Linked DNA regions of Mus musculus: region 2 is linked to region 1. The links are chromatin contacts, called in public Hi-C maps. All regions are on one chromosome and are shown on one strand. The core of a region is the stretch at or near the end of the contact, and the rest is flanking DNA. Distances in the headings are between cores, read along the strand shown.

Evidence for each region. Hi-C and Micro-C count contacts between places; a contact is called where the count stands out from the background.
Region 2: a Hi-C map of muscle stem cells shows a contact between it and region 1, with 2.8 times the contacts expected there. A contact is called at or near these places in 12 of 39 promoter capture datasets (the 3T3-L1 cell line, 3T3-L1-derived adipocytes, cranial neural crest and 8 more), 5 of 484 Hi-C or Micro-C datasets (the C2C12 cell line, cortical neurons, embryonic stem cells and 2 more), 9 of 130 datasets of targeted methods (the NIH/3T3 cell line, astrocytes, embryonic basal ganglia and 5 more) and 1 of 9 other capture datasets (embryonic stem cells).

What each region holds. Positions count from the first base shown.
Region 1 is chr19:28,386,679-28,393,260 of GRCm38.p6, forward strand. The region is part of intron 4 of Glis3 (GLIS family zinc finger 3); the gene reads right to left. Among named protein-coding and RNA genes, the nearest start is that of Gm35866, 26 kb to the left of the region's middle.
Region 2 is chr19:28,674,326-28,680,907 of GRCm38.p6, forward strand. It overlaps D930032P07Rik (RIKEN cDNA D930032P07 gene), which reads left to right and starts at 3,899. Exons shown (of 5, transcript NR_045330.1): 1 at 3,899-3,980. Glis3 (GLIS family zinc finger 3) reads right to left here and starts at 5,752. Exons shown (of 11, transcript NM_175459.6): 1 at 5,271-5,752.

The DNA.
Region 1 (6,582 bases), core at 1,308-3,807:
ACATGCCACTGTTTCTACCATATGTATGTCTACACACTTATAAGTAAATATGCATAATGATATATATATATGCTAGCCAATCATAAGATATTATATTTTCCTATGTTGCTTTCAAACATCCTTAGTCTCCAAAAGCCACAGACTAACAAAAAATTCAGTTCCAGGCATGAGAAACCTTCTTTTGAGTTGTTGGTCAAGGAATCCAGGAGAATCCCAAAACAGTATAGGCTTTTCCTCTTGGCTCCCTTTCAGAACTTGAAGGTGAGACTATGTTGCTGAGGGCAGGATAAACTTCAGACATAAGACCTGAAGAAACTGAGCTGGAACTGTCGGGAAGTCTTCTCCCTAAGGTCTAGCTCTCACAGTATTCAATGCTGCTAACCAAGCTGCCTAGGGAGAAAGGCAACAAAGAGTTCTCAAAGCCATGAACCATAAGAATGAGCAGCTCAGCAAGATGTCTGTAAGGGTGCAATGGTGGCACTTATGTCTTGGGGTTAACCAACAGCTTTCTAATTGTAATTAATGCTTGCTAAACAAGAGAGAGTTCATACATAGATATATTAACTTAGCTTCCAGTGGCTGCTCCTAACTGCATTCCAAAATATTTATGCTTATACCTACAGGTTAAGTATAGCTCTCACCCTTCATCAAAGTAGCTTTTTCAGCAGAGACCATTCAGAGATTAACCAGTGATCAAGATACAGAAAGCAAGTGACTGGGTGATGCCCAACCACAACTGATATAGCTACAATGAACCAAGATATCTAAGGCTCAGGGAACATGGAAGAAGAAGAGGTAGAAAGATTGAAAGAGAATCGGGAAGTCTGCTGTAAGACAATGTCCTCCCCCCCTCAACCCCCCGAACACACACATGAAAGACAGGGAGTTGCAGCCATGAAATCTCAACCCTATGACATTCCAACATGGAGGTGGGTAATTTCACAAAGCTCCACACCTAAAGGAAGAGCTACTAAGAGCTACCTAAATCAATAGCTTCTAAGAGAGTGACAATCAGTCTTCATCACAGATGAACCCCCGAGTAAGTTATCCAATCCCCAAGTGGTCAGCCTTGAACACTTACACACAGGAGCAAGACTAAATAAACTTAATATGTCATAATATGTATGTATATACATATATATACATACGTGTGTATATATATATATATATATACACACACACACACACATACACATATATATGTAATTATACACACACAGCCATATATATGTCATAAACAAGGGATGCTGGTGTGAAAACAAGAAGAGTTGGAAGTTGGAAAGAGAGGATAGAAATGATATAAATACAGTACTCTTCTTGTATGGAACTCTCAAAAAAATTAAAACTACAAAAAAATTTTTTTAGAATGTGTTGGCGCTCCATGACCTGACCTAGAAAGCTGTCTGTACTATTCTACAAAGGAGAGGAACACTGTGGTGAGAAATCTGAGTGGTCTGATGACAATTTCTACAGGACAAAGTCTTGGCTGTGTGTACACTTACATGGGTCTACAACCGTAAAGAATGTGGGGATACCACACTGATGCCTTAACACTTGAGAGTTTAACTGAGAGCTGGACAGGGGCAGGAGGTGGGGAAAACACTCGGTGTATTGTGGTAAGCAAATACTCCTTTTAAAACTATAATTCTATTTTCCATTAACTCAGATTATCTTCATTATCCCTGCCTCCTCATCATAAATATAAATTTGTGTGTCCTAAAACATGAAGTGGATTCTTGGGCTATCTGGGTAACATAAATGGTCTTGAGATTGGCTTTCAACTGCACCTCTGCTGGCAAAGTAAGGAGGACCTGGACACCATGACTCTTGTAAGGCTAAGGATGAAGCCTAGCTTTTATTGGCTCCTGACTTATTACCTGAACGGTCAGTGAGCTATGGTGCACAGTTAGAGTCACATGCTGATAAGGAGGACCCAGCAGTATTGTCTCAAGAAACTATCAGCAAAACAACAAAGGAGTTTTCATGATTGATAGCACCAAATAATTATTGTACATACAAAGAAAAATGTTATTTGTGAGACAGGCTACCTTTAACCATCATAGACAAAAGATGTAGACTGCAAAGATTTTGATTAAAATATGCAAATGGCATCTGAAATCTCAACAATACTCCGTGATTCTACTTTTCGTCACTAAGTTGTTATTTTTTTTTTCTGTTTTACAAACTTTTGTCAATTATTTTCCATTTTGACATTATTCCTTTGAAAATAAATCTTTTCACACTAGTATTATAACCTAGGAAATCAGACAAATGATAGAGGGCAACTCAGTTAATTATTGCAAATTGGACACACTGTGGTAACCAGGACAGATCAAGAAATTGAAACATTTCATCATTAGTCCTAAAAGAAATCCAACCTTTAGTTATGGGGAAGAACACCTGAATTAGCAATTATATTTGGTGCATTTACGGTTCAGAGTAGGGTGTCTGGATGAAATTTAAATATGAACAAGCTTAAACATGACTCCACAGAGCCTAGATGCAAACCATCCCTTGGAAAACGTGTTTGGCTCCATCCACAGGCCTGGCTGCCTCTCCTCTGTGTCACAGGGTGCCAGTCGGGACCAGTGACTTCTCCATGCTTGAGTCACAGAAAGGAAGCCAAACTCTTGAGTCATCTCGAGGTTCACATTCACCCCTAGATTTCCTTTGTCATCAAGATGTCATGCAATGAAAAGTGCATGTGATCTGGCAAACCTGACAGTGAGCCTTACTGTTCAGAGAGGTTCACAAACAGGTGATTAATTTGTCAGCACAAAGTGAAGACTCAGGTTGAAAACAGCGATCTCTTTCTCACCCTTATTCTCACCCTGAACAAGAGGATGCCTGCGGTTCCCATTAGTACTGCACAAGCTCAAAGGGGACTGACTTGGCATTGTTCTTCCTTTGCCTGGCAGCTATCATTTCCAGAGAAAAAGAGGTGTGGAGTCAAGGTCTGAAACTGAACAATGTCTCTACCCAGGAGAGATCGTTGCACCTCACACTGACCAGGTGCATGGCACTTTAGGGGCTTCATCAAAACTGATAAGACAGGAATCAGGACCAGTTTCTGGGAAGTCAAAGTCTCAGGACCATAATAACATTGACCCTGATAGTCAATGACTACTTTTGCTGTACTGTGGTCTCCAAAGGCCCAGGACAGCTATTAGGTCCATCTAGAAAGTTGCTGTTCCCAAAAAGAAAGTGGACTTGAACACTGTTTCCTGTGTATTAATTAACCAAATAATATGGCTGGGTGTGGTGGCATATGCCTTTAGTCCCAGCACTTGGGAGGCACAGTCAGATGGATGTCTGTGAGTTCAAGGCCAGCATATCATTTACATAGTTCGCTCTAGGCCAGCCAGGGTTACATAGCAAAACCCTGTCTCAAAAATACTCAATATTTTAATGTAAAAGTAAAAATATCCCAAGTCTCTTGTTTCTGACTCCTGGGCCAGTCTCATTAGGAGTCTCAAAGGGTCACATTCTGAATCAAGTCAGGACTGGAAATGTAGGCAGTTCAGCCCCACTGCCTAGAAATTGAATAAAACTAAGGGGGGGGGTGCATTTTCACAGTGTGCTCTCAGTTGAGAAAGCTGGGTAATGAACTTCAAATAGATTCAGGGATAATTTGGTGCCTTGATGGTAAACACTAGCTAGCACAGATAGAATATCTCATTTGGAATTACACAGCTGCTTTGTATTGCAAATGAATAATATGCCCAGCATTCACACAGAACCAGGAAGTCGGAATTTTATTTCAGTTTTCATCTCCACCTAAATGCAAAAGGCTGGCATGAAGGTAATTGGGAAACAATTATTACAGGTGGTTCACAGGGCTGCATAATCGAACAGCCACTGCTACTAGGCATAGACCCTCCTGGTTAACTCAGGCGTTACCACAGAAGAGTGGACGGGGCCCTTGTTATTTTACCAATACTGTTGAGAGTTAGTATTAAATACTCAGAAGGAGAATTTTCTAATGCTAGAAAGAAAAATTCCAAGTTAATTTAATCTTACAGGCTTTCTATTGTGAGAAGGCAATTTTGGTTGGTTGATTGGTTTTATTTATAATAAACTCCCATTCTATTTCATTTAGGCAAACAAATCTATGATTTGGGGAGAACTTGTTTCCAGCCTAAGAATTCAACGTAATTCAACGTAATTCCCTTGTAATATTCTGCAATGAAAGAGTATCAGTTTGCCATATTTTAACTATAACTCTAAACCAAGGTGACTTTGCCCCTAAAGAGACTTCATCAGAGACTGGAGACGTTTTAGATTGAGCATGACTGTGTACTGGAGGTAGAAGGACTTCCTCTGAGCAGCTGGTGCCAGGCAGGCACGCTGCTAAACATCCTTTGTACACAGGATAGTCTCCACTGACCAGTGGCGCTCAGTGCTGAGGGACAGAAGCCTGCTCCCAGTGTGGAACAGTGAAGGTATTTGTGGGAGCAGAAACAGAGGTCACCTCAACAGTACAAAGTCCTCAAGCCAGACAGCACGCTTCAGTTTGTTATAAGCTTCTATTTGCCAAGTGAATGTCTTATGACAGGCTAGCCACTGGAATGGGGGAAGAGATGAGGGCAACACAAATTATTACCCAAAATTAACTATGAGTTTCAAAGTAGGTTCCAAGGTATAAACCGCCTAAATTCACCTTGCTATACAATCTTGGTCCTCTAAGTAGAATAAACAAGGTTTGAAAGGGAGGGATGGGGAAGAAAGGGGCTTATGGTCCCCACCACGGTCATACTATGGCACCATGGCATGTAGCTGATACTCCCCCTTCTCAGAGGGAAGAAAATTTGGTGGCTCGCCTTAGACTCTCCTGTCTTTAGGAAAACACTGACTGATTTTTGACTGATGTGACATGTGAGGTGCTAAAGTATTCTCTACAAGACTAAGAGTTATAGAGGGTGAATTTGAAAACTATTCATCATTTCAAGTCACATACATAAAGATAGAAAGATATGAAATTTTCAAATACTTGACTTTTGTAAAAATAATGACTACCCGAGTTACTGAAAGTTAAACACCATTTTCATTGTAGCCAATCATCAGTCTCACAGGCCTGCATGAAATTTCTGAAGAGGAAATTCTTACACGATCAACAATTTATGAGCTCAAATCACTCGATTCCTCTAAGTTCGAAAAATAAGTGGACATATGGTACAAATTCTCACTCATTTCTACTTTATTTTGCAAGTGAGATGTGTAAAGCTCTCTGAGACCTTCCTGCCACACATGAGAACAGAGTAAAAGTTCTGGATTTACACCTCCCCCCATCTTTCCAACATGAAATTTTTATGAATTACATACATTGGCAGGTCAGGAAATTGGATGCCAATAAACCAGTCAATGGATTCTACTGAAAATGACAAATTCTATGAAAGAACAGAGTACGGCTTCCTGTGATGTTGCCCCGCCATTCTTAACTAAGCTCTGGGAACAGAATCAGAGTTTTGTACCTTTGAAGCCCAGGAATGTCCTTCTTCAGATGTCAGCTGCTAGAGGCTCTCATCCATACTCATAAAGAAATGGGGTCCACAAGGTACCTCCAATCAATTTCTTAGTAATTTTAATGCAGTTGAGTTGGAGTGAAGGGTAAATTATATCCTATACACATATACAGGTGGCTATTTTAGTTTCTAAGTCCATTAATATCCTTTGCACACTCAGAAAAAACAACAATCACGCCCAAATGCAGAGGCAAAGGCGGTGATGTGGGGTAGGTATTACAGTGAAATTAACAGTGTACGTACGTGCATATCTTGAAAATGCTAAAGACTCCGATCGCACTGTGTCTGTGGCACTGAAAAAGAAATGAACTGAAATACAAAAGCTTGTCCTCAACTCATGTAATTTTATTGTTTTTATCGTCTTTTAATGTACTTAGTCAGAGAAAGGGGAATTGACCGTCAGGCTCAAGGGGCTCCAGAAATGCTGACATTAAAATGACTGCAGAACCTGGAAAGAGAGACAGAGGTGATACAGCTGGAGGATGGGCAGAATGTGATGAGAGTGAAGCTTCTAGAATCGGAAATTCTCAGTGTGACGTGGGAGATTAAGTACTCCCGAGGCTACAGAGCATTTTCAAAGGGGGCATTAAATATCATAATCTTATATTCTGAATACAGAGGAATATCTCTCTTTTGGGGGATAGAAACCTTGGTGACTCCAGCTCTATGAAACCTTCTGGGCTGATAAAGATAAGCCCTGCTCTGAAGGAGCAGCCAAAAGAGACTCTCCTCTGGAGAGCAGGGGACAGTACCCAACAAATAAGAGGCCCAGAAGGCACAGGGCTCAGGAGCAGGGACAGGCGCAAGGACTGAGGATTTGAGATATCCATCCAGAGAGGGCACTAGAGTGCTAAAGATGGAAAAATTCCTGTTCCAATCATCTGAAAAACAGCTCTTACACAGAAGCTGGGGCCTAATTCTCTGGAGCCCATTCTGCTCTATGTGTAAACTCTTAGGGGAGGAGTGCTGGCAACTGACTTTCTAGAACTCCTTCCGAAAGCCACACGGACATCTGTGTGGATTATTTAGGTACCACCTAGCTGTCTCTTTCTTAAGTAAC
Region 2 (6,582 bases), core at 2,649-5,148, 290 kb after region 1:
AGCCCCATTACCTTCTTGATCTTAAGTATGTGCTCAGCTGGGTGACGTCTCTGAGATTCAAGCACTTGTGGACAAAGCCCCTAATTTTTTGTTCTCAGGACAGAATATAATTGGATTCCTGCACTTACACACAGCCTTGAAATCTGCCTCCAGAGTTCCCCAGAACCCTTCCTTTTCCCATAGTTAAATGTATGGACTCGTGCACGTATTGTACAAGTGCAGACGAATATGGAAGGGTGGATTTGCATACGCATGCGGAAACCAGATGACATCCTTAGGTGTCAAACCCGGGAACACAGTCCACCTTCTTTCAAACACGGTCTCTCTTGACCTAGAGCTGACCAGTTAAGCCACACCGACTGGCCAGTGATTCCCATGGGTCCTCTTGCCCCTGCCTCCCCAGCACTGGCTTTACGGGGTGCACCAGCACATGGGACATTTTCACCTAGGCTCTAGCTGTGGGATTCTGCTGATGCCGAAAAGGTTGGGAAAATATTCGTCTATTCCTGCACATGGTCCTTATACTTATAAGGTAAGTGTTTTACCAAATGAACCACCCCAAAGCCACTTTTATTCACTCTCAGGCCGTCTTTATGTCCTTCACAATCCTATGTTGGTCTCTATGCTCTCATCTGTCAAGGGGGAATATTCACGCTACGGCGCACTGCTCATGACACTACACAGTCAGTAATACATGAAAACTGCATGTCACATTCTTAAGCACAAGAACATAAAAGAACCCTACACATGTTAACTACTTTACTCCACGCGCCTTTCATTCACAGTCCTACCATTCTACAGTGCATCATGGCTACTTGCCTGTTTTATTTCCCCGTCTAAATTCTCACTGAGTTTTGAGGTTAGGTCTAACTTACCTTTGAACTCCCCCAAGCCCTTGAATTTACACGGACTGCCCAGCACTGTCCTTTTCACACCTGACTGATGATACAAATACTTCAACATCTGTCTATTTACTGTACTTACACTGCTCGTATTATGCAGAGAATATAAATGAGCTATATCATAGTAGTCTACCCTTACTTATTATCTGAATAAATGTAGTATAAGTGACATATGATCGTTCAATGAAGAGTCTCATGCTCTGTGCCTGTAGATCCAGTTTAATTACAGCTCTATGCTTTCTAGTCTGTTCCTGCTCTCTCTTCCTCTCTCTATGTAGGAAAACTTGACATATAAATCCTACCCCCTTCTCCGGATAGACACAATATTCTTGCCTGAATTGTAACATTCTAGTGGTCAATTTTCACAGTCAATTCAGGACTCCAACCAAGCTCTGTTTGCTGTGGGGTGTTGGCCCTGCATACCAGGGCTACCAATGCATGCTCTATAAGCAGTTTTCCTGCTCATCTGGAGTCACACCAAGCCTGTTACTCATATTGGTACCAGACTGTCACCGGGTACAGATATGACCCATTTTCCCCTTAATTCTATCAAAATTAAATAATACTTGACTACTGTCTCTAAGCCAAACTGTTCCCATCTCCTTTAAAAATAAATAAATAAACTGACCTACTATAAAGTTGTGTGCAGATCAAACAAAGCTTGAACTATTCCAAGACACTTGTTAAATACAAGAACATGGGAAGTTAGGGCTCTCAACCCTCCTGATGCTATGACCTTTTGACATAATTCATGTTGGGGTGAGCCCCCCAACCATAAAATTATTTCATTGCTACTTCATAACTGCAATTTTACTACTGTTGTGAATCATAATCTAAATATCTGATATGTGACACCCCAAGAGGTGGCAACCCACAGGTTGAGAACCACTGCCTTAAAGAAGGGCCACCACCGGAGGTGTCTGTGTGGCCTGTAAGCTGGTTGTGTCCTGTTTATGAAGCTAGCAGGCATGCTCTTCCATATGGATTTTTTTCTACCTCAATTAAAAATATTGGCCTGTGTGTCAACTCTGCCTAAAGTAGGTAACTAGGAAAACTTGAAACTTTGGCATCTTTTAATTCAGTTCATCTTAATACCATGTTCAAGGTTTCATTTTGCCTCTTTCTCCTTGAATAAAATTGTATTTTCGTTACAAAGACTACCTATGTGTCTTTTTTTCTTTTACTTCAGTCCTGATTGAGTTTATCAACCAGCCAAACATTAAAGAGTTAAGCCTGTATTGGCACCTTATTTATACTATAACTTCCTTCCTCTATAGAGAAATAATTGCAGAAAACACAGGAAATGGCTTCTCCACAAAGGGTAAGAGTAGGTTCTGGCTCCTTTCCCAGGATCAGCAACTTCAGAACAACTCTTGCCATCTTGGAGAATTACAAACTAACATTCCAACTCCGGTGATCAATAACTATGATGCCAATATAGACAGAATGCCCTCAGGCCTACTTTACTAGTAGTAAAGGCAACGGGGGACGCGTTTCGGGGAGGAGAGCTAGTGAGAGAGAACACTGGCAGTCCTCCAAAATCAAATGATCCTGAATGCCACATGAAGAAAGGCAGAACTTTTACAAAGCATCACTTCCAGCCATTCAACTGTCCCCAGTCGGGATTTTTTTTTTTTTTTTTTTTGGGTCAGGCAAAAAATCCACCCCACTAGGTATACTCCAGAGTCCATCCAAGGAGAGTCACTTTCCAAACGGGACAACTCCAGGTATCCAAACTCTGCTAACCGGAAGAACTTTGGTAGAATCGCCAATGAAACTGGTGGAAACATTGGATGGACCAACGATGGCGTGAAGAAAAGCCACTCTACCTGAACTGACCTCAAGGGAAGCAAGGAGACAGGGAATCCACCCAGAGCACACAGAAGTAATTACTCACTCTGAAGGAGGCCTGAGTCCTGACAGGAAAGAAAAGACACGAACTAAGTAGCAATAAGAATGGGAAGAAAGCCTCCTTCAGTTCAAGGGGGAGGGGCTGGAGCTCCTCTAAATGAACACTGTAGCAGATCCTAGTAAAGGCCTTAAATGTCAGCAGTTCTCACTAGAGAAGGGGGGGGGGTGCCCTCTCACACAGTTCTCTCTCTATAGATCATTTCCAGGGACAGCCTTCATTGTTTTTCTGCAAACTTTTGCAGGCTGCACCTGCTTTGTGTAGCCTCACAGGAAACCAAAGAGAAAAAGGAGGAGTAAGAATTTTTAAACTAACCCAAATTCATTTTTACAATGAATCAAAATTCCTAACGTAGTCTAAAAATTGAAGTCCAACGGGCACGGAGACATTTAGGGAACCGGGCCTGGCTACTTCCCAATGAAGAAATCGTGACTCATCAAAGCTTCAGAACGGACACAAGAGAGTTTGCATTTGTCTGGAGTTCACCTTCGGGCCAAGAAATGCTCTCCACTGTGAGCCTCAGTGTTTTTTCTAGATGCTTAAGTTTGGCAGGGGTTCTTTCTCTGGGTCCCATAACCCAGAGAACTGGTCCACTGGGGGGAGCTGTATAAACTTCTCTTTCCTCACCAACTCTAGGGCCACCTGAGACCACTACCCCCAATTCAAGAGATGTTGAAGTCCTAAAGCTCTAAGGAATTGGAAAGGTGTCCTCTCCAATTGCAATTGCTGGAGTGCAGTCCCTGCGGGCACTGCTCTGGAGAATTCCGGAAGTGATCCCCTACACTCTATCCCATGGGACCTAGCGGATGTCAAGGAAGACAAGCCAGGAAGGGAGGTACACAGAGCAGAGGAACCAGGAGTGGCTAGGGGTGCGGGGTCAAGATGTGCGGCCCGGGACAGTGGGTGAACACCCCTCCTGGGGTCCTCAGCACCCTCCCACACACGGCACACCCACACACCTTTGCCCCGCGGGGGGTCTTGGGTCCTAGCCTCAGGGATCTCCGGAGGTGAGCGAGGGGCGGGTCCGGAGGTGAAGTGGAGCCTTCCCGGTGCTCTGGGCAACCAGACCGCCCCCGCTCTCCCCCCTCCCCCTCCCGCGGCGCGAGCGAGAGAACGCAACAAAACAAAACAAACTCGTGCCGGCTTCCTGTTGTGCAACCACTTTCTGAGTAAGTAAGGGGCTGAAAGGCCGCCAGTTAGGAAGCCGGGCTGCGGGGGACCCTGCTGGCCAAAGCACCCGGAGCCGCACTGGGGTACATAGGGCCCTGCACTGTGACCCTGTCCGGACCACGGGGCGACTACCCTCCCTGCCCCCACGAGTGTCGTTTTGCTATTGCCTCCCAAACACACTACCAGATCTAAGGGCGCGACCTCGACGAACCTTTTTGCCAAAAAAAGAAAAAAAAAAAGGAAACCTCCAAAAGTTTCCTCCAGGTACCTACTTGAATCATCCATAGTAGGATGACAAATCCGCCCTGGTCAAGGTTTTCAGACACTTGGGTGAGTTTCTCGTCCCCCGGGTGACTTGTCAGCTCTAGTGAGTAACTTGGAACTGTTGCTTGGGGCAAGGTGTGTGTCTAGGAGAGCCAACAGCTCACTCACGCTTTCCAGAAAGTGATCCCGACCGACTTCAAAATAGACACAGGGTCATTTATAGGGACCGGAGCCTTGAAGCGGGACTCGAGACAGACATTTCCCAAACAGTGCTGACATTTTGTCCCCGGCCCATAAAAATGTAAACGCGAGGTGACAAACCCGGCGGGGAGTGCTAGGTGTCTGAATGTGTCTGCGATTTCGTGGCGTGGGAGGTTACAGTTGAAAACTTGGCGGCTGCGGGTCGATGCACCGCTCCTAACTAGTAGCTGTGCCCCCAAACCCGAGGACCTCACTGAACAATGGGGACACCAACTTGGATGAGACGGAGAAGTGAAAAACAGCCTTCGTGGCGCCCCATAAACACGTGGAAGCCGAAAAGACAACTACAACCCCGACTGTGAGCTAAAGACCTCAAAGTCCCATCACTCCCCACTTTGCCAAAGTTTCCCTAAGTAGGACCCCGGTGCTCGCCCTGTATCTGGCCCTGATTGTGTAACCTTCTGGTACCTGTATTTTCAGTTAAAAGGCACGGAGACTCTCCCTCATAAACGAAACTTCCACACCTTGTTGGTTTCCTTTCTGTCTACACCCCGCGCTCTTAGGTAACTGACAGCCAGTTTGATGGCTAAATGAGTATTGCCATCAGCCTCGGTAAGGTGTGCCTAGGTCTCTAGAAGCCCTGTGAGTCTGGGGGAGTTGGTGTGCTCCTGTCCTCAAACCCGTGCGAATGCCACCAAGCCGGCATGCAGAAACTCTTTCTAATCCCGAGTTTGCGTCCCCAGGCTTGACCGCCCCCACACTCTCTAGCGCCTTCTCTCTCTGTCCCTCGCCTGCAGAACAAAGTTCCTATGGCATCCACTTACCAGGTAACCGGATTTCCACAACAAAGCTAGGCGAGCGAGTCCCTTCTCCCGGCCAGCCCGCTCGTGACAACACTAGCGATGCGTGGGTGGAGGCTGAGCCCCCTCAGCGCTCCACGCCGGCTCTGCCTCCTTCGGAAAGGAAAACTCGCATCCAAGCCCGTGGCCGGAGCGCGGAACTACGGCCGGAGGGCCGTGTGTGTGCCCGCGCGAGGCTGCGACGGCGGCGGCCCTGGGAGGAGGAGGCAGGGCAGCGGGCCGACTCTCCGCATCAGCTCCCTGTCCGCGCTACGCACAGGCACACTCCAGTCATGTCTTTACAAAGTTGAGAGGCGACTTCATGCCTGGCCCGGGGTGCTCATCCTCGCTCGGGGCCGAGGGCGACGCCTGGAGGGGCCGGGCTCGGGATGCTGGCTGCCTGAGCTGGGTCGCGGCTAGAGAGCGCCGGTGCGAGCCTGGACCCGGGCCCGCCGCGGCCCCGAGGTGCGCGGACCCTGGCGCCGGTGCCCTTGCGCGCCGCGCTCTGGGCTGCCCCGGCGGCGCAGTAGGGACGCGGCTGCAGGGAGAGAGGGGAAAGGGGGAAGAGGGCGGGAGGGAGGCTGCCAGGCGAGGAGTGTGGATGTGTGTGCGGCCGCGAGGGCCGGCCCGCAGCCAGCTGCTTCCTGAGTGTGAGCGCCGGAGGGGGCGGGGAGGGATGGGGGCGGGCTCCTGGTCACCAGGCCAGCCAGTGTCTCCCTCTTGACGTTCGCGCACACACGCTCCTTCCCATAAAACTCCAGAGCGGGTAACCGCGGGGCGACTCTTCACCTTTCTGAACCTATTTGTTTGCCTTTTTTTTTTAATCTAAAAAAGTGTCAGCCCTTCAACAGGACCTGTTGTCAACTCTCATGGATCAAGAGAGAAATCCTTGTAGTAAAAGGGGGCGGGGGGGAGTGGAAACGGAAAAGTGATAAAAACGGAGGGGGGAGGAACCCTAATATGTGGGATTGGATGCTGGTGGCAATTCCAAAACTGGCTGTGGAATGCAGAGAGGATGCCTGTGACATCTTCCAAAGGATAAAAGGAAGAGAAGAAGGTGGGGATGAGGGGGAAACAAGCAGGCTGGGAGGAATGGCACACCCACCTCGCAGACTTTGCTTGTGTACAGTGGTACTTTCTTCTTAGAGTTCAACATTCCCCAGCTTTCTATCCCACCTAAGTTGCAGCCCTTCCATCAGGCTCGATCAGAGCCATCAGAAGCCTCTCGCAAAAAGACCTCCTGTTAGTGGACCCACTGTGGATTGCCACAGAAAGCAAAGACTTCCCAGCTTGAAAT